Linked DNA regions of Mus musculus: all the other regions are linked to region 1. The links are chromatin contacts, called in public promoter capture Hi-C maps. All regions are on one chromosome and are shown on one strand. Each heading gives the region's core, a stretch centred on a gene start, on an enhancer-like site or on the middle of the called end of the contact. The rest is flanking DNA. Distances are from core to core; before and after follow the strand shown.

Region 1 (3,759 bases), core at 757-3,256:
GTCTTCCTCAGACAGCACAAGTTGGAAGAAGCCTTACTGTTTTCAGGCCAGTTCATGGATGCTTTGCAGGCTTTAGTTGACTGGTTGTACAAGGTGGAGCCACAGTTGGCTGAGGACCAGCCTGTACATGGGGACCTTGACCTCGTCATGAACCTCATGGATGCCCATAAGGTGAGGAGCAAGAATTGGGAAGCAAAGCCAGAGCCTTGTCTCGATCCGCACCCTGTGTTGTGCTGACCACCTAGAGAGGAGGGAATGCTTGGTGAGGAGCTCTGGAGGAGCAGCCCTCTGTCTTCTGTGTTTAGACAAACTTTAACCACCTTTAATCTCTGAGTCCAAGGGTAGTCTGGTCTACAAGGCAAGCTCCAGGACAACCAGGAATACATAGAGAAGCCCTATCTCCAAAACAAAACAACTTGTTGCTGGGATTTTTGCAACAGTCACAAAGAATTTACCAGAATTGGTTTGATTCAGACTTGGAGGCATGTGAAGAGGTTCTCCCTGTTTATCTCTTCATCCAATATAAGTTGAAATTGCATTCAGGGGAAAACTGTAAAGAAATCCATTTCCACTAACACCTATGGGAATGGGAGAATTTATTTCTAACCACTTTGTATAGTAACAAGCCTACCACCATATATACCACCAGTTCATCTGCCCTGCACCTGTTGTATTGAGCTGTATGATATTCTTCTGTTTTAATACAAAACATTCTATTTTGCCTTGAAACATTCTATGGGCCAGTGAGAGAGCTTAACAGGGATGGGGCTTGCTGCCAAGCCTGACAACCCAGGTTCAATCCCTGGAACCTACATGGTAAAAGGAGAGAAATGACTCTAGCAAGTTATTCTCTCATTTCCATAACTGTCTACACATATAAACAAAAACAGAACTAAGTGTAATTTATCACATTCTCTGTACTTCAGGTATGTTCTTTCTTATCTCCCTCAATTCTAGAAATACTGGTATAATTATTCGAGTTTTTTAGATTAGGTAAAGTAAGCACCTTTCCCAAAGTCAAGCAGGTCAGATGCCTGAGCTGACATTCATAGCTAGAGCTGCTGATTTTTTTTTTGTGTGTCTTAACACACACACACACACACACACACACACACACACACAGAGAGAGAGAGAGAGAGAGAGAGAGAGAGAGAGAGAGAGAGAGAGAGAGAGAGAGCAGGTTGAATAGAGTAAAGCATAGGCATCGAAGGAGAATGAGATTGGTGGTGCAGACATCTTGAAAGTCACCTACTTGTTCTCTCTGCATAAATAAGACATATGACAAGACCCTACCAAGGAGACTGCTTGTTCTGTGGTTTTACTCTTACACAAAGCATTTATCAGACACAGGGCTAGAGAGACTGCTCACCAGTTAAGAGCACGTTTGTTCTTTCAGAGATCCTGGTTTCAGTTCCCAGCACCCACATGGTGACTTACAACCATCTGTAGTTCCAATTCCAAGGGATCTGACACCTTCTCTGGCCTCCATTGGAACTAAGGCATGCACGTGGCATATAGACTGCAAGCTAAACACTCCTACACAAGAGAAAATAATTCTTAAAAATTGAAAAAAATAATTTACCAACAACTAATTCCCAACTTCTTCTTTAACCAGGTTTTCCAAAAAGAACTGGGAAAGAGAACCGGCACAGTTCAGGTCCTGAAACGATCAGGCAGAGAACTGATTGAGGGCAGCAGAGATGACACCACGTGGGTAAAGGGGCAGCTCCAGGAGCTTAGCACTCGCTGGGACACGGTGTGTAAACTCTCTGTTTCCAAGCAAAGCCGGCTTGAGCAAGCCTTAAAACAGGTGAGATAAATTTTTGGGCTCAAGCCATGGCTTGGGACCCAAGCATATAGATCTGAGTTTCTTTACCAGCATCATGAAGTCCCACAGTCTTGAAATGAAAATAACGTTGTATTCTGAACATTCTACAGGACTTTGATCAGTCATTGAGCTTGTTTTCAAAGGTCTACAAATTAAGATGACCTTTGGCCTCTGGTAGAATGTAGTCCTGGATGTTTCCCCAGCAAACTCTAGTGTCTAGTGCCCCAGCTGCAGGGGGAGGCCAGATCTTCTTGTGCTTGGTTATTTCAGGCAGAAGAGTTTCGGGACACGGTCCATATGCTGTTGGAGTGGCTTTCTGAAGCAGAACAAACACTTCGCTTTCGAGGAGCCCTTCCTGATGACACGGAGGCCCTACAATCTCTCATTGACACCCATAAGGTAATCTAGTCTCAAGGAATGGTAATCTGTGCTACTCAACCATGCTGAGAATTGTCTCACTGCTAACAAAAAGCAGCATTTGCTTGTAAATGCCAAATGAACTGTCCGTGTACTCAGCAGGAACCAGAGAGGTATTGTGCTGCTCATCAGCAGCGTTCTTTTTTTGTTTATGTTTTTTTTGGGGATAGGGTTTCTCCCTGTTCTGGCTGTCCTGGAACTCATGCTGTAAAGTAGGATGGCCTCGAACTCACAGAGACCTGCTCTCTCCTGCCTCCTGAGTAGTGCCCAAGGAGACCAGACAGGGCATCAGATCCCCTAGAACTGGAGTTACAGTTTTGAGCCACCATAGGTGTGCTGGGAATTGAACCCAAGTCTTCTGCAAGCAACCAGTGCCCCAGCCACGGAGTCGTCTCTCACTGAGTCGTCTCTCACGGAGTCGTCTCTCACTGAGTCGTCTCTCACTGAGTCGTCTCTCACTGAGTCGTCTCTCACTGAGTCGTCTCTCACTGAGTCGTCTCTCACTGAGTCGTCTCTCACTGAGTCGTCTCTCACTGAGTCGTCTCTCACTGAGTCGTCTCTCACTGAGTCATCTCTCACTGAGTTATCTCTCACTGAGTCATCGCTCTGGCCCCTCTTGTTGGCTTTAAACTAGTATAGTCCTTAAAGAACTTAATGAACATAGTTTCTAAAAGAAACTGTACAACATTTCCCTTTCTGATTTTTGTTTGTTGGTTGGCTAGAGTTTGAGACAGGTTCTTAGTATGTACCCAGATTACCCTTGAACTCCCAAGGGAGTCCCTTGAACACACTATCACAATTCTCGGATTGTAAGTGTATGTTATCATATTCAAATCCATTTTACTTCTCACCTACGCATGCCTTTATTTGACTAGCCTTTATTTGTTACTGGCCTTTGGTCCTTGTCTGATCTCCTAAAACCACTCAGCACACTGTATACTATAACATGGCATCTAGAGGTTTGTCCAACTCTTACGGAAGTGAGGAAATGTTTCATGTTACCTAGCCAGTTACTTTAATCTTAGTTTTATCGTTGCATTTTGTTGAGGGGGGAATTTCAAAATACAGTGTTTTATGACTGTCATCATATTTTTCCAAAATATGCTTTAAAATACAGGAATAAGAGGACTGGTGTGACGGCTGAGCAGTTAGGAGCACATGCTGCTTGCAGACATTCAGTTGCCAGCACCCATGTGGTGGCTCACAGCTGTCTGTAACTTCATTCCAGGAGAGCCAGCACCCTCTCGGGCCTCTTCCAGTATCGTACACATACGTACAGGCAAAATATCCATACACATAAAATAGATGTTTTACTAAGATGGAAATAAATATGAATAAGAGAGGGAGAAACTGAAAATAGAAACAGGAGCAGAAGGAATAGAGCCACACCGGTGTCCCTAGTCTTTTTGTCTTCATTCTTAGTTTCCTGTGTCCTATAGGCCTTGACAGATCATGCCAGCAACACCTAGATACAGGCTTTTTCAAGGTCTGTGTTGACACATAAGAAGAAGAAG
Region 2 (3,759 bases), core at 437-2,936, 200 kb before region 1:
TCCCCTTCCCCTCCCGCACTCGTTCTTACAGGAATGAAGCGCCACACCAGGTGGAGAAATACAGAGGAACATGCATTTATGGATGATGCTGAATTTAAAAGCTCTTATTGTATTTGTTTTTCCATCAAAGCCCATTAAATATCATTTTGGGCAATAGATTAAAGTCTTTCCATTTTATTAGGGAAATAGTAGGGCAACAGATGTGTAAAGCAGCCCTCTTCTCCCCCTTTCAGTAAATGGGATCTCATTCTGTAGTCCAGGCTAACAGCAAACTCCTGAGTCTCCTGCCTTAGTGTTATGTACCCTGAGATTGCAGGTGTGTACCATTACACTTGACTAATTTGCATTTTTAAATATTCATGAAACTTGGTGTAGTAGTGGAAGTGCGTCCATGACTGTAACCTTTCCTGAGTGGAGGGTGGCAAGTGTTGCAGAGGACAGTGGTGGACTACTCTCAGCTGTTGGGAGCAAGTGTGTCCACACTGCACTTCATAAAATAACTTTTTGAGAGAGGTAGTGGTGGCTCATTTAATTTAGATTTAGATTGTGTAAACTCCTTGCTAGCTTTTTTTTTTCCTTGCTAGCTTTTAAACGTATTTTATTAGGTTTGTGTGTGTCACACAGCTCACACTTTCTGATGTGCAGTTTACTGTATTTCGACAGATGAGAGAAAATTATAATACGTAGAACACTTCCAGAACCCCACAGCTTTCTTGAGCCAGCTCTTGTAGTGCGCCCCATCTCTTTTGCTTTTATCTATTGTTTTCCTATTGTATGTAGCCTTTTGTGTTTGATTTCTCTCACATGTAGACATACAATACTTGAATGTATTCCTAACTTTCTTTTTATTGCAGAGAAGTGGTTCTGTGTATGGACACACTACACTTTGATTAAAAGTTCACCACTTAATAAATTTGAGTTATTATCTTGTATAGTGTTGGTAATTTAACATTCATATACAGATCTCTGTGTGGGCCTTTCTTTTCATTTTGTGTGATTGTTCTCAGCAAGTTTGCTTGTATTTGAATGGTTAACTTCATAAGCATTTGACTAACTCTTTTCTGAAGTAGTTCTTGTAGTTTATCCCTCCCCAGTCCTTGCCAGAACTTGGAATAATTGCATTTTTTCATTTGAGCCAATCTGGCTTTCTTTCAGTAGTGGTAAGGATTCAGTAGCTGTTACAGTACCCACATCAGGTCTATAAGCAGGCCCTGGTTTTGTGGAAGATTTGGTTTTCTGCTCTCTTTTAGTTCTTGATGTCCATCCCATACCCCCTGACCCTGCTGATGGAAAGTTTTATTTAGTTTTTTGTTTTTTTTTTTCTCCGTAACCCCTAAAAAGTGCCAGGCTGTACTTGTGGAGCCGCTTGCTCCCCTGATACCCAGTGCTCCCTCCGCTCTGTGAGATGGGGTCTGTGGACTCTTCTCTAGTTTGGGCTGTGGAAGGTTGCGCTCTGGCTGTGCCAAGGCTCTTGTATACTTTGCCTCCTCCCTGCTAGAGTTTCTCCAGTGCTTCTGTGACTCTTTTCTTCTGGCTACATCCTGAAGTCTGGCATTCCAATCAGTCAGAGAATGGAAAGTTCAGAGTGTGACGTCCTCTGGTCCTCTGACACCCTCCCCTCTTGTAGAAAGGTCTGAGGTTTGTTTAAGCTGACCAGAGGATGCCAAAGATAGAGGTTTGAGTCAGCTCTACACTGACTTTGGCCTCCTTCTCACTCTTCTTCCTCCTTCCCTTCCCCCTCCCCCGCCAACCAGTTGCTTTCTGGGCTTTGTCTGAGACACACTGTAGTTTTAGTCCCAGTAGTTTGCTGCAAAAAGCGCAGAGTCGAGATGGAAGAAGCTGCCAGGAAGTTTCTGACCACATTAAGCCTGGGCATCTGCCTCTGCCGCTGAGCTGATAGTAAGGGGCAGCATAAGCTCAGGAGAAAGGCATCCCGAGGCAGCCCTGGGCTCCGCCTGTGTGCCCGTGTGAGGCTCACTAAAGGAGGAGAAAGAGCAGGCCTGGAAATGCCTCTTTTAGATTCATCTTATTTGCCGCCAACCCTCTTTATTTTGACTCACATTCTTGGAATTGCTGGTATTCTGTACTGGAAGAGCTGTGCCAGAGACAGAGCAGGTAACTAAGTGGTGCCTCCCTTCTTGAATCTTCTGTGGGGCTCTTAGGGTGGGGTAAAGCGGGGAGATCTTCCCACTTGATTGCTTGCTTTAAAGGGCCAGTGCACCCTTCAGCTGTTGTGCTGTCAGGGGATGGAGGGGAAAGACACAGGGAGAGGGGAGGGAGAGGGAGAGAGGGAGAAAAGGAGAGGGGGAGAGGGGGAGAGAGGGAGAGGGAGAGGGAGAGGGAGAGGGAGAGGGAGAGGGAGAGGGAGAGGGAGAGGGAGAGGGAGAGAGAGAGAGAGAGAGAGAGAGAGAGAGAGAGAGAGAGAGAGAGGGAGGGAGAGAGAGAGAGGGGGGGGGGGAGGGAGGGAGGGAGGGAGGGAGGGAGGGAGGGAGAGCGCGAGCCCCGAGCTCAAGCCAGTCAGTCAGACTCCTTCCTGTTCTTGTGACACTGGCTGAGGGCCTGGGTAGATGAGATGATGACTGGTTTCGCTGTTGAAGGGAAGTGCCCATTGCTCTAGTGTCCTGCCTCGGAGGATTAAGGCCTTCCTTCCTTTGCTTTCTCAATCACCGAATGGAGTTTTGGAATCCGTTGCCTTCTGAAGTGTGGGATGGGTGTAGGCAAAAGAGGAGGGTGGTTACAAGGGAAGGGCTGTGTGGCCTCCTTTCTGGGGTACATTCTGTGTTGCTCTTTGATGCAATTGTTACTGCTCCTTCCTGGGGCTATACCTAAGCCACAAGTGTTAGGAAGCTGGTGGTTGTTTTGTCCCCAGGAAATCAGACTCTGATCATTGTGGCACTGGAGCTTTGGAGATCCCTCTGTTCCTTATGCTGTCCTCCATGCTTTCTGACTGCCAACTGTCAGGACCAGCCCCAAGTACACCTGGCTCTAAGTGGCTGTGTGTGAGGACTATAGGTATACTTGTCCTGGAGGACACCCTTGGATTTCAGGCTTTTAATATTGTCACTGATAACCTTCTTCTACTTAGGTACTTGTTACTGGTCTCTTTAAGCTAAGACAGGGCTTGATGACCTATTACTTATATTTCTATGAAAAGTTCACCAATGCTTGACAGAATTAGAATTAGACCCTGTTGATTCCCCAGTGTCCTTTTCTGGTTAAGTCCCAGAAAAGCTGTTGGCTAAGTATTCAGGTTCACTGTGTGGCTCTATCAGCAGAAACAGAGGCAGACATTTACAATTATGTATGTGTGCTTGTATGGTGCTATGTTTAAGGGGCAGCCCAAAGTGACATGCTTGTATTTGAGCTTGTATTAGAAAGAAATGGGTGGCTGGGCCAGTGACATGCATCTGGAGTACTAGAGCTAAGAAAGCTAAAGCTGGGAGATCTCGAGGGAATCTATGTAGTGAGCCTTTGTCTCAAAATAACCACAGATGCGGGCTTAGCCTAGTATAAGCCCCTGGGTTCAGTCTGAAAATCAGAAAGAAAAGGGTAGGCAGTGTTTGAATCTATGATTTGTCATTTATAAAATGAAGATGACATTTAGATAGAGTCTGCAGTTTTCCTTTCTAGTGCATTATAGGAATGAGATTGGTTAATGGCTTTAAAGTTTATCTTCAGTATAGAATGTTTTATGGGATTTAAGAGCCATTGACTCCCTTTTAAGTGCTTTGTTTTTATGTTTTAAAATATTAACTTTAC
Region 3 (3,759 bases), core at 358-2,857, 150 kb before region 1:
ACCCACTGTAGCTACACAAGAGCCGGCCGGCCGGGGCTTTAGGGTCTCTAGTTGCTTTCCTTCTGGGAAGACTCTTCAGGAAAGGTGATAGGGCTGTGCTGGTATATGTTTTTTGAGCTTACATAGCCAGGACAACATAGCAAAATCCCATTACATTCATGTACATACATACATACACAGTGTGTATGTGGCTTAGTGGTGGTGCATATGCCTCTAGCATGTACAAGGCCCTCTATTTGATTCCTGGCACTGCAGGAACATGAAAGATAAACTGCTACAACAGAGAAGAAACATGCATACCTCTTTTCTCCCACTCCATTCAGAGAGCCTTCGATTGCATGTGTTAGGCAGTGTGCTGGAAACCTGGTGGAGGAATTCTGCTGGCTGGCAGCGCAGGGTGTGGTCTATGAGCCTTACTTACATCAGTCTGAGTGAAAATCACCTGGGTTTCAGTCCCTCAGCTGCTCTCCCCAGTCAGCAGCAAGTGTTATTTCTTCGTTGCTTGGCTACAGAGTCTAGCTGCTAGTTTAGAACTATGGGAATATCTTCTTGTTTTATGGCAGTGGAGAGCAGATTTTTCTCCCTCTAGTAATTAATGGAGCTGAAATGAAAAGTCTCTCTTTTATTCTATGGGTATTTTCGAGACAGGGTTTCACTCAGTAGTCCAGGCTAGCTTCAGACTTGCTTTGAAATTCTTCCTTTTTAGCCTCCCAGTAGCTGAGATTACACACATCAACCATTTTGTCGTGTTAACATGAAGTCTAAATGGCTTGTGTCTTCCCCGTCCTCAGTTATTTCAACTTGGACAAGTTAATCAGCTTTCTTAAATCTGAGTTTTCTTTACTTAAAAATTGGGCCACACATGGCTGCTGTGAGAATATAACAGAATAATATATATTATCCTGTTACATTATATATATGTTATATATGTGTGTATCTTCACATAGAACTTGTTATATAGCAAGTACTCAAAATACGATAGCTAACTGTGGCAAAGGCAGTACTGATGATTACTATTGAACACTTATGTCAAATACTGTTGTCTGACTTTTATATTGTATTGACAAGTGATCACCTGTCCCTGAGGCTTAACATACTATACTCAAAATCAATTTCCAGGTTTTTCATCAGTGTGTCTGGCCATCCGAATTAGTGGATGTTACTCTTTGGAGCTGGCCATATATGCCACAGGAGGCTGGATTGTTCATACCCCTGTTTCTTTTCTTAATGGAAGGAGTGGGCTCTAATCTTTCTTAGGTTAAAATTTGATTATGTATATCTTGCTTGCTCTTTTCCTTTGGGCGTCTTGGAGCAGTGATTAAAACATATTTCATTTCATAGGTTGGGAGCTTTCATTGCGGCTTCTCTGGTCTTGTCTACCTGGCCCTTCCCTTCCCTTGCTAGTTAGTACCCACTGAGCTGGTTTGCTCTCCCCACCCCCTCTTTGATATTGTTCTCCTCCTCCTCTCTCCGGCTACCTCTCTCTCTTCCTTTCCCCTCCCCTTTCCATTTACTCTTACGTTCTCCCCTCCTCCTCCCTCTCCCTGGTTTCTAGCTCCTTTTTGCGTTCTGTTTGTGTTACTGAGGGCAGTGCTCCAATTACCTCATATTTGGAGAGAGGAAGCGGCAGCCAATCCGGTTTCTGTCTGCTTTTAGGTCAAGTGATTTCTGAACTGCAGTGAGATGCTTTGAAATTTGTCTTGTTGCAGCTCTGAGCCTGTAAGATGGCTGTCTGAATCGAGCGGCTGGAAGAGACAGAGAGAGGCGGGGAGGGAGGGAGAAAGGATTGGAGGGATTGCCGGCATAGTGCATGTTTTTTGGTTTTTGGTTCTTTTGAATGTGCATCGAGTCCGATGAAGCCGACATTGGAATGCCTCTGGGATCCGAGGACTGATTCAACTGCTTTATTTTCTGAGATTGAGAGAGGAAAGAAATGGGAAATTCACTGGGCTGTGTTAAGGAGCCGAAAGAGTCCATAGCTGTTCCTGAGAAGGCTCCCATATCTCCTAAGAAGAGGGTTCGGTTCAAAAGGAAGTGGAGAGGGAAGAAAATCCTTACTCCAGAAGCATCTCACAGGGAGGAAGCTTTGGAAGGCACTGGAGTCATTGAAGAGACTGAAACCCTAACGAAGTTAACAGCGAGGCTCCCAAAGGAGCCCGGAGTGGGAGGGGCAGAGCACCCCCCATCAGACATTTTCCTGCCCGGAGACTCAGCTCCCAACTCAGGGGTGGGCGATCAAGGGATGATTGTGCAGGTAAAGGAGAGCTTCCAAGCAGAGATCCAGACTGCTCACCTTTTGTTGGAGAATGAGTCATCAGTTGTTGGAGGGGCCTGGGATTCCCTGGAAGAGGGTATGACAGTCATTGCTCACCTGCTTGATAACCCAGCAGAAAGGAACTGTGAGAAGTCTGTGAGCCAACTGGTGGAATTTCCGAGGACAGCATCCTGCAGCAGCAGGGCTGTGCTGTTGCCTTTGCAGGGAGAGACTGCAGTGGAGCAGGGAGGCACTCTGCTCAGACATCGACATCGGAGCAGCACTTTGCCTCGGACGGATTACCCCTCTGAAACAGTAGATCAAGACCAACCTTCAGAGGGCTGGAGTGTGGGGGGAAGAACCAAGAGTGTTCCAAGTGCCCCTCCCACAGGTTCTTGGATTGCTAAGTGTTCTGTTGCTTCATCAATACCAAAACAGTCAGGAGACCCTATTCACACAGAGCCTACCCATGTAGGTCTCGTGTCCTGCAAGGGTCCCATAATGCCTGCTTCTCAGAGTGATTTATCTGTCAGTGGCATCACTGTGAGCATTTTGCCATCCTCCTCTGGCTATGGCAGCGATGGGCTGCGCCTGCATGGGATCCGGCCTGAAGATACAGAACCTGAAAAGACCTCCACACCCTTCTCAGAAGAGGATGGTACCCTGTCTTTGGAGGCAAGCCATACTGATCGTGGGGTCTGGAGGAGGTGGATGGTGTATTTGGGGTAATCAAACTGTCTTTTTGGATTTCCTTCCGCTCAGGCATATCGAAGTGGAGTGTGGTAAGCAGTAAGGATCTTGGAGTATTTCAAACTTACCCCTATATGGGGAGTGTGAGTTAGTGATGGCTAGGGGTTGGCAAGCATAATCTATTTCAAGTCTGTCTCTTGATGCTTAAAACCAAGTCTTGTTGGCTCTGGGGAAATCTCAGGTTTTGAGTGTCCATGTAGCATAATTGCTGAGGTTATCTGGTAGGATTGTCTTTCAAGGTGCAGTTCTGGGCATTCCTCATACTCAGTCAGGGCTGTTGGCTTGTTTGCCCCCTTCAAGAAGTTGTTATGTAGCACAAAGGGTAAAGGGAAGCCTAGCTTAATTTCTAACATTAACATGGGAGTGTGAGGGATCTTGAAGACTTGGGGAGCATGGCAGCTGACTTCAGGGTGCTTGCTCTTCTCTCTGGAGAGTGGTGTTCTTAGCAGAGCTGATGCAATCGCTTCCCTGTGAGGATGTATCTAATGATAGCACTCACAGAATGTTTGTATGGAAGGAGAGGGCTCTTCCCCCTTGGCTTCTAGTGCTAAGATTAAAGGAGATCAGGGGATGTGGAGGAGGGGCAATGGGGAGAGGAGAAGGGGAGGAGAGGGAGAATGGGGAGAGTGAGTGGATGAGATGGGGCAGCTTGAAAGTTCAAAACTCCAAAGTTTATCTTGTGATTGAACTTGTTTAGGGCTTTAACATGTCTTGTCAGGCAACAATAACTGCTGTGAATATTAATTCAGAAATCT

The links. Capture Hi-C pulls out chosen DNA fragments and counts their contacts.
Region 2: a promoter capture Hi-C map of liver shows a contact between it and region 1. The contact joins two enhancer-like sites. A contact is called at or near these places in 1 of 484 Hi-C or Micro-C datasets (group 2 innate lymphoid cells) and 2 of 9 other capture datasets (adipose tissue and liver).
Region 3: a contact with region 1 is called in a promoter capture Hi-C map of liver. The contact joins two enhancer-like sites. A contact is called at or near these places in 6 of 484 Hi-C or Micro-C datasets (the Ba/F3 cell line, the G1E-ER4 cell line, alveolar type 2 cells and 2 more) and 4 of 9 other capture datasets (adipose tissue, embryonic stem cells, liver and 1 more).

What each region holds. Positions count from the first base shown.
Region 1 is chr4:123,372,783-123,376,541 of GRCm38.p6, reverse strand. Macf1 (microtubule-actin crosslinking factor 1) reads left to right here. Exons shown (of 98, transcript NM_001199136.1): 83 at 12-171; 84 at 1,616-1,810; 85 at 2,099-2,227. Among named protein-coding and RNA genes, the nearest start is that of Bmp8a, 31 kb to the right of the region's middle. Within about 2 kb of position 2,006, at least 4 of the 459 cell types and tissues checked have an H3K27ac peak or open chromatin away from gene starts, as enhancers often do. A contact at or near this core is called in liver, where this site is marked.
Region 2 is chr4:123,570,973-123,574,731 of GRCm38.p6, reverse strand. All of the region lies in intron 1 of Macf1 (microtubule-actin crosslinking factor 1), which reads left to right. Among named protein-coding and RNA genes, the nearest start is that of Gm31156, 21 kb to the right of the region's middle. Within about 2 kb of position 1,686, at least 346 of the 459 cell types and tissues checked have an H3K27ac peak or open chromatin away from gene starts, as enhancers often do. A contact at or near this core is called in liver, where this site is marked.
Region 3 is chr4:123,525,634-123,529,392 of GRCm38.p6, reverse strand. The region is part of intron 5 of Macf1 (microtubule-actin crosslinking factor 1); the gene reads left to right. Among named protein-coding and RNA genes, the nearest start is that of Gm31156, 25 kb to the left of the region's middle. Within about 2 kb of position 1,607, at least 116 of the 459 cell types and tissues checked have an H3K27ac peak or open chromatin away from gene starts, as enhancers often do. A contact at or near this core is called in liver, where this site is marked.